2 separate regions of the Drosophila melanogaster genome follow, and region 2 is linked to region 1. Evidence: chromatin contacts called from public Hi-C data. All regions are on one chromosome and are shown on one strand. The core of a region is the stretch at or near the end of the contact, and the rest is flanking DNA. Distances in the headings are between cores, read along the strand shown.

Region 1 (3,477 bases), core at 444-2,943:
TGGTAATGCCATAAGAATGCTCAAGTCAAATCCCGATGCTCAATAGAGCTTGCAAGCTAGTTTTTGGAGTATCCATATAGATAGTATTCGTTGGTCTAGCGATAGAACTTGACTTCCGCCTCGACACAGTCCTTGAGCAGTTCGTCCAGCTCGTCACTGGCGTGATCCTGCAGAGAGAAATAGTTATTTAGCTCGTCCACGCAGGAGAGCTCCAAGCTGCGCAAGTGCTCCAAGGCGGCCGGCTTGCGTTGCGAGTGTAGCTTGTGCAGCAACGTCAAGTCCGCTTCCGCTTGCACTTGGGTTAGCGGCGAGATCCTCGGATTTGGGGCAAAAACGAACGGCTTAAACACAGACTCGGCGGCATTGGGCGTCCCGGTGAACCAATGGCATGAGATTCCCTTCACCGACAGCACCGAAACGGTAGCCGCCCTCGAGCTGCTCGCATTACTGGCGGATCGCAGCGTCTCGAACATGTCGTGCTGGGTATATGTTCCATCGCCAGCTGGCTTGGGACCACACCAATCCACTGCCGGGGCCTGGGCCTCTGCATCGTGAGCAGCGGCAAAACTGGCAGCGTCATCTAATCCCTCGCTTGACTTGTTCACCACAGTGGTCACAGCCAGTCCTCCGGAGGGCAAACGCAAGAAGCTGGCCTCCAATTTCTCAGCGGCCCATACCTTGCCAGAGCAACTCACAAGCCAGGCAGCAGCTGCATCGCAAGCGATGAAGTTTAGTTTGGAGTTGTCGTGACCGTGACTGGCCACCAAAGCTCCAATCCGGTCTACAGCATCGTCCACATCTTTGGCGACAGCCAAAGTCAAGCTACAAAAAAGTTATTAGATGATTTATTATTTCATGATTTATAATAATTGTAAAAGCCTTAGTTTCTCGACAACATTAAATTTCTGATTGATTCGTTTTTAATTAACTTATGAAATAATGTTGAAATAATAGTATCTTCAAGCATTAATAAGCCCTAAAGGACACGAAAGGATTGGAATGCTAATTACAAACATCAGCCACAAAATGTCATCCTTTGAATAAGTATTTACGTTCTGCATTATATAGACTTCATATGTACATACATTTTTAGTGATGAAAGTTATTTATATTAAGTGCAAATAATTTGCTTTGTTGTGCATAGTTTGTTGATACGCAGATATTGAAAGAGAACTTACCGCACTATATCCGTGCCCAGCAGGCTGTCGCTGTCCTTGGCCTCGTTTTCACCTGCCGCCCAGGTAAGACCTAGGGCCACTCCGCGTTCATTGGCCCCGAAGTCCCCACCCCAGAGACCCGGCTGCGGTTTTTGCAATATAACACGCAACATATCGCCGCCTGTCTCGGCAGAAGCTCCACCGTCAGTCTGAAATGTGAGGTGTTTGGGTGGTGAGTCATTGATCGAGCTTCGTTTTCGGAGGAGTCTGTCTTTACCTTCCCCTCAAGCACTTCGGTGGCATCGTAGAAGCAAACCTCCGAAGCAACGTTGACGTTTTTTTCGTCCTCCGCATTGCGACCGATGATCAAAGTTCCTTCGGCACAGTTCTCGGGCAGAACAACAAAGCAGTCACCGTTGGTCATTTTTATCCGTGCTTTTCTCGCGAAGAAGTTTCTTCAGAAGTGCGCGAGGGAGTTGCAAAATTGATTTTTCCCACAGCTGTTTAAGGTTCAAACGTTATTCAACACTGCCCAATATATATCGTGGAAATGAACCGTGGCGATGAGCCGTTGACTCGTCTGGCAACATCGGACGTTATTTATTTGTTTAGTATGGAGAATTCTAAAAGAACTATAAGGATTAGGTATTTTAGTGTTCTATATATAAAATATTTCCTTATACATCTCCATTATTTAAATGACGAGCATTAATGTTGACAATACTATGATCCAACACCAATAAGAATTCGATTTACTTAAATTACAACCTTCATTTACACCATAATTAGCAGCATTGAATAAGAGAGGGAAGTTATAATGAATATCGGGTTTTCCTTTGAATCTGGAAAAATGCAGACAAGTCGCATCCCATCTCTAAGCATTTTACCCTTCTCTGATAAAGTACCCATCGCTAGAAATCTGCCCATTCGTCTGGTAACCGAGGTTTTTCTTGTTTCGGCGTTAAAATGCTCAAAAACCTGTCTGCATAGAAGGAAAACGCGGAACGTCTCGGAATTGCAAGCTTTTCGCGATATTCGGGCAATTGGAAAAACCGCGCATCCAGCAAAATTGTATCCACTAAGCTGCATTTGTATACAGAGCAGGTGGTGTTGTCTCCCTCTCGCGCCCGCACTGCTCGCTCCCGATGTGCGAGCGAAACAACAACAAACAAGTTACAAGGTGTGTGGAGTGGTGTGTGCTGCTGGTGTTGTTGTAGCTGTAGTTGTAAATACTCGCGCACACAGTGTTGTTGTTGCGCTGGTGGATGGTGTTGTTCAGCGCCTTTTTTGAGTGTTGATTATTTTACTTGCGTGCGTTTGCTACTCGTGGGCGGCTGTGAAGACTGTGAGACGCGGAAAAGTGCTGAGAAAAGCCACGAAAAGCTAGATAAACGCTAACCCACAGCTGCGGGCTGGAAACCATTTATTTAAAGTGCCAAATTGGGTAAAGAAATTTAGAAAATCAATATTCTGTGAGGGTGCTAGCGGCCAATAAGAAACCTCTGCGTGAAAATAGCAAGAAAGTCGAAAGAATTTCAAGTTTTCGATAGACCGCTCCCTGAAAAAAATAGATATTTTCTGTTTTTGTTGTGCGTTGCTTGACGACTTTGACCGCGCGCATTTTCCCCGCCGTGAAACTAGTTTCTTTTTGTTTGGTGGCACACCGCTGATGACGTTTTAAAGCCCTGCTGGCCAGTGAAATTAAAGCAATTGCCCATAAAAATCAATAAATTCAAGCCACGGGTATACACACAATTTGAAGGAAATTTAAGCAGTGCTTTAAGAGACGAGTTGCGGAAACTGGGAGAAACTACCCTCCAGTCCCCAAAAACTCCCCCGAAGGATGTTTTAAATGGGGTACATATATACATGTACACACACCCACCCGTATTCCACCCCCCAAAAGCGCGCCCCCTTTTCCGGCATTTCGTCAACATTAATGTAGCATCTCCCCGCGTGCGTGTGTATGTATCTGTTCTGCCTGACGACAGTGTGTGTTTGCTTGTGTCGAAAGTGCATTGCTCTTCATTACAAAAGCAACGTGCAGAGCGGCCTCGTTTCATATGGCCAAGTGTGTGTGATTTTACACCGTTAAGTTAGAGAACTCCAGCTAACCCGCTGTTGGCAACACGCTGGCTGCGTTTTTCTTTTTCGGCAGTTGGCAACACGCTGACCCAATAACGGTACAACTAGACCCGCACTCTCCTCCGCCGCGATCTCTCGCACAGATGCGCATGCATGAATGAAACAGAAACAGCACCCGCATGCCGTTATTATTATTATTATAATAATTGCCGTTGTTGTTGTGAAATCTCCGCGA
Region 2 (3,196 bases), core at 337-2,836, 62 kb before region 1:
GGTTATATTGGAAATTGGTTTGCGGCAACTGCAATACAATGTTTATGTGACAAGTAACGCCCCACAATATTGCCCTCTTTTATTCCCATTTACTCGTAGCCATATCTGATGAGTCATCTGAAAAGTGCCAACAAGCTAAATAAAAGGGGGTCAAAATGCGAGCAAAACTAGCCAAAAAAACAGATTCCAACGGGAATGAATGTCGTTAGGATATGGAGCTCTTTAGAAGTATTTGCAAAATTCAAACGTGTAAGCAAATCCAGCAAATTAGGGAAGACTCTTGCATAAATTTAACAAGCAATGACACCGTGACAAACACAATCCCTGCTTTCGTAGGCGTTTTAAGCCATTCAAAGCCCCTACAAACACACGTGCACCCGTGGGAAAGTGACGTAACATTAGAGAGAGAGAGAGAGTGTGTTGGTAGAAAGAGAGGGGAGTCCAATCAATGACGAACGGAGTCCACAAACACCAGCAGCTGAGCCACAGATGCAATTTGAGGGTGGTGGTTTGTGTTTGTGGGACTTTGTGGACCGTAATCAGTGGTTTCGTTTTCAGAAAACTTTGTGATTTATCGCACAAAAACAAAAGGCACGTGAAAATGGAGCGAGGAAGCCAAGAAACCCGAACTGGTTGCATCTGAATGTTGTTGCTAAATTACTTTTGCAGCGTACTAACTGTGCCGATGGTTTTTATATTTAGGCTACATTTAAATTTTTTATTTTCTTTGCTAATTTGTTAGGCACTCCTTACTTTAGTATATTATTCATTCCAATTTTTATTATTATTAAAATTTAAGTTAATTTCTAAACAGATTTTATTGCGACTTATGTTTGCAAATAAAAATAAATTAATTTTAAAGCGTTACAAAGTAACAATAATATTTTCGTGTGTTTGATGGGTACATTTCCACTAGTAGCACAAGGCTGTGCCTCTTTTCTCTCTGTGTTATAACAAGGAAATGTAACGGTGATTTACGCAATGAAAGACCAAGAGAGTGGGCAAGGGAAAGAGATAGACAGGGCAACTCACAGTCCAAGTGCTTCTTCTTCGGGCCAATGCATTCCTCCGTGGTGGCCTTGCAAACGGACTTGGCGAGTCCTTGGCCCGCAAGGCTGTGACGGGCGGCCAGCAGCCTGTCGTTGATCGTTTGCCCTGCCATGGTCATGATGAAGCTGTTGCTGTTGTTGTTTCTGCTGCCGCTCGCTGGTTTTTATTTACTTGATTAATTTAATTATGCACCAAAGGAGCTGACCACACCGACACACACACACACTCGAAAGCAGATACAGAGAGAGGGAGAGAGAGACACACACACACACGCGTATGGGGCGAGCGAGAGACAGAGAGGTATTGATTGATTGAGAATATTTCGAACGGGAAAACTCTGCTATGCGAGCCTCACGATTAAACTAACAGTAAAGATTTAGTGGTTCCTACGTCACAATCACTACACAATTTATCGCCGCGGTTTATGCGCTCTCTAACCGGTGCCTAACGCTGAAACGCGATTTTTTAATTCTCTATTTTTCCTCTGCCACAAATCGATAATGGCGACTGGCAAATGGAGCGAGCGTATGAGCAATGTCCTAAAGCGTCCACAAAGTGGAGCTAACGCGTGCAATCGACTTGAGTTTACGGCGTTAGGTGGGAAAATATCGATTGCCATAACGTAAGCGAATACGAAATAGCTGAACTTAGCTTTTACGATGTGTTCATATAAGTTCTGAAAATAAAAAAAAATAATGATAAATAAATAAATAAAAATATAAAATATTAAGATACTATAAATAAATCTTTTTTTATAACTTAGCACTTAAAATTCCCCAACAGCAGTTAAAAAGTAGCTAGATTTGTCGGAAGTGTAGCCAAACGTAACGTAAGCTAAGGGGCTGTCAACAGGAATTTTTAGTTTCGAGTAGGCGGTCATACTGGTCATTAAAATAAATAAAATTATACTAAAAAACAGTAGTTAGCACAATCAACAGTCTCGTAATAAAATTGTAAGATGTTGAATGGACAGATTGCACACAGTTATTTGGAGAACTCGTGCACGCTGATCATACCCCGCCCGCCTGTCCTGAATCAGTCCTCAAAGTCGGCCCAGCCAGCAGCAGCTGCTGCTGCTTCTTCTTCCGCTGGTGAGGAGTTTGGTCAGGAAGCGGGGTCGGGGTTGGCGGAAGCGGAGGCGTTGCATGTGGATCGCATAAGAAACTGCGATATATTCGTTGACGCGCACGATCTTTATTTCTACGCAGATGTTAAGCTGTACAAGTGAGTCACATCCGGCAATCTGTCGTGCCCATGGTGGGCCATGGTGGCGAAATTCCAGCGATATCATTGCGTACTTGTACTCCCTTTTCGGACAGATTCCACAGCCGTCGCACCTTCGACTTGCGAGAGCTGAAGACGCTGTTGATAAAGTTCAACACGACAGAGAATCACTACCAAATTTGCCTGCGCTGTCTGCCCCTAACAGCGGGTGCCCAGGAAGGACCCGGTGGAGAAAGAGGCGGAGGCGGTGGTACGGGGGATGCAGCCAAGCAGTGGAATAGTCGCAAAGAGTACATAGCCGCATTCCTGCACCTACCCACACTGAGTGCCAATTTGCCGGACAAGCAGCCTCTGGTGCAGGAATGGAAACTCAAACGAATCACCGATCAGTGCCAATTGCAGCTCGACGACCACGAGCGCACCTACAAGCTGACCAACAATTTTGGGTACGGCTATGCTAGCGAATACAGCGGACCGCTAGACCTGAGTGAGGTGAGTTCAATTGGTTAACCTGCTCTTCCGCGCACTAAACACAGATGTTTTCACAGTTGGACAGAGCCACGTGCCGCGTGTCGGAGCCACATCGCATGAGCCCCATCCAAAGGCGGCAAGAGCGCGTGGTCGATGAGATGAAGCGCTTTTCCCGCGAGCAGTACAAAATAAATTTTGTGGAGCTACAGGTTCCGTCCGGTCACCAGAATCCTTTACGCTACAAACCGAAAATCTACGAGACTTCCATGACCCAGGAGCAAGCGCATCTGCTGCACAACATCAGCCGAATGCAGACACGGGAGCAGCAGCCGTGCGACGTTTTTCGGCAAAACGAGATCGATTGCGGGCTGATAAGCATTCTGTTGGCCATATGCTATGATGTGCGGACGACGAACAATGAGCCGACGTGTGAATCGGGCTGGACGCGAAG

Evidence for each region. A called contact is a pair of places that touch in the nucleus more often than the background predicts.
Region 2: a Hi-C map of the Kc167 cell line shows a contact between it and region 1, with 2.4 times the contacts expected there. The contact joins the promoter of lap here to the promoter of CG10098 in region 1. A contact is called at or near these places in 14 of 107 Hi-C or Micro-C datasets (the Clone 8 cell line, the Kc167 cell line, the OSC cell line and 5 more).

What each region holds. Positions count from the first base shown.
Region 1 is chr3R:7,122,764-7,126,240 of dm6, reverse strand. It overlaps CG10098, which reads right to left and starts at 1,693. Exons shown (of 3, transcript NM_141437.4): 1 at 1,435-1,693; 2 at 1,179-1,366; 3 at 1-822. The coding sequence starts at 1,581. The coding sequence ends at 96. Alh (Alhambra) reads left to right here and starts at 2,056. Exons shown (of 10, transcript NM_079526.3): 1 at 2,056-2,337. The coding sequence starts at 2,303.
Region 2 is chr3R:7,185,384-7,188,579 of dm6, reverse strand. It overlaps lap (like-AP180), which reads right to left and starts at 1,586. Exons shown (of 11, transcript NM_079528.3): 1 at 1,033-1,586. The coding sequence starts at 1,168. CG10055 reads left to right here and starts at 1,907. Exons shown (of 3, transcript NM_141446.2): 1 at 1,907-2,274; 2 at 2,370-2,766; 3 at 2,823-3,196. The coding sequence starts at 2,009.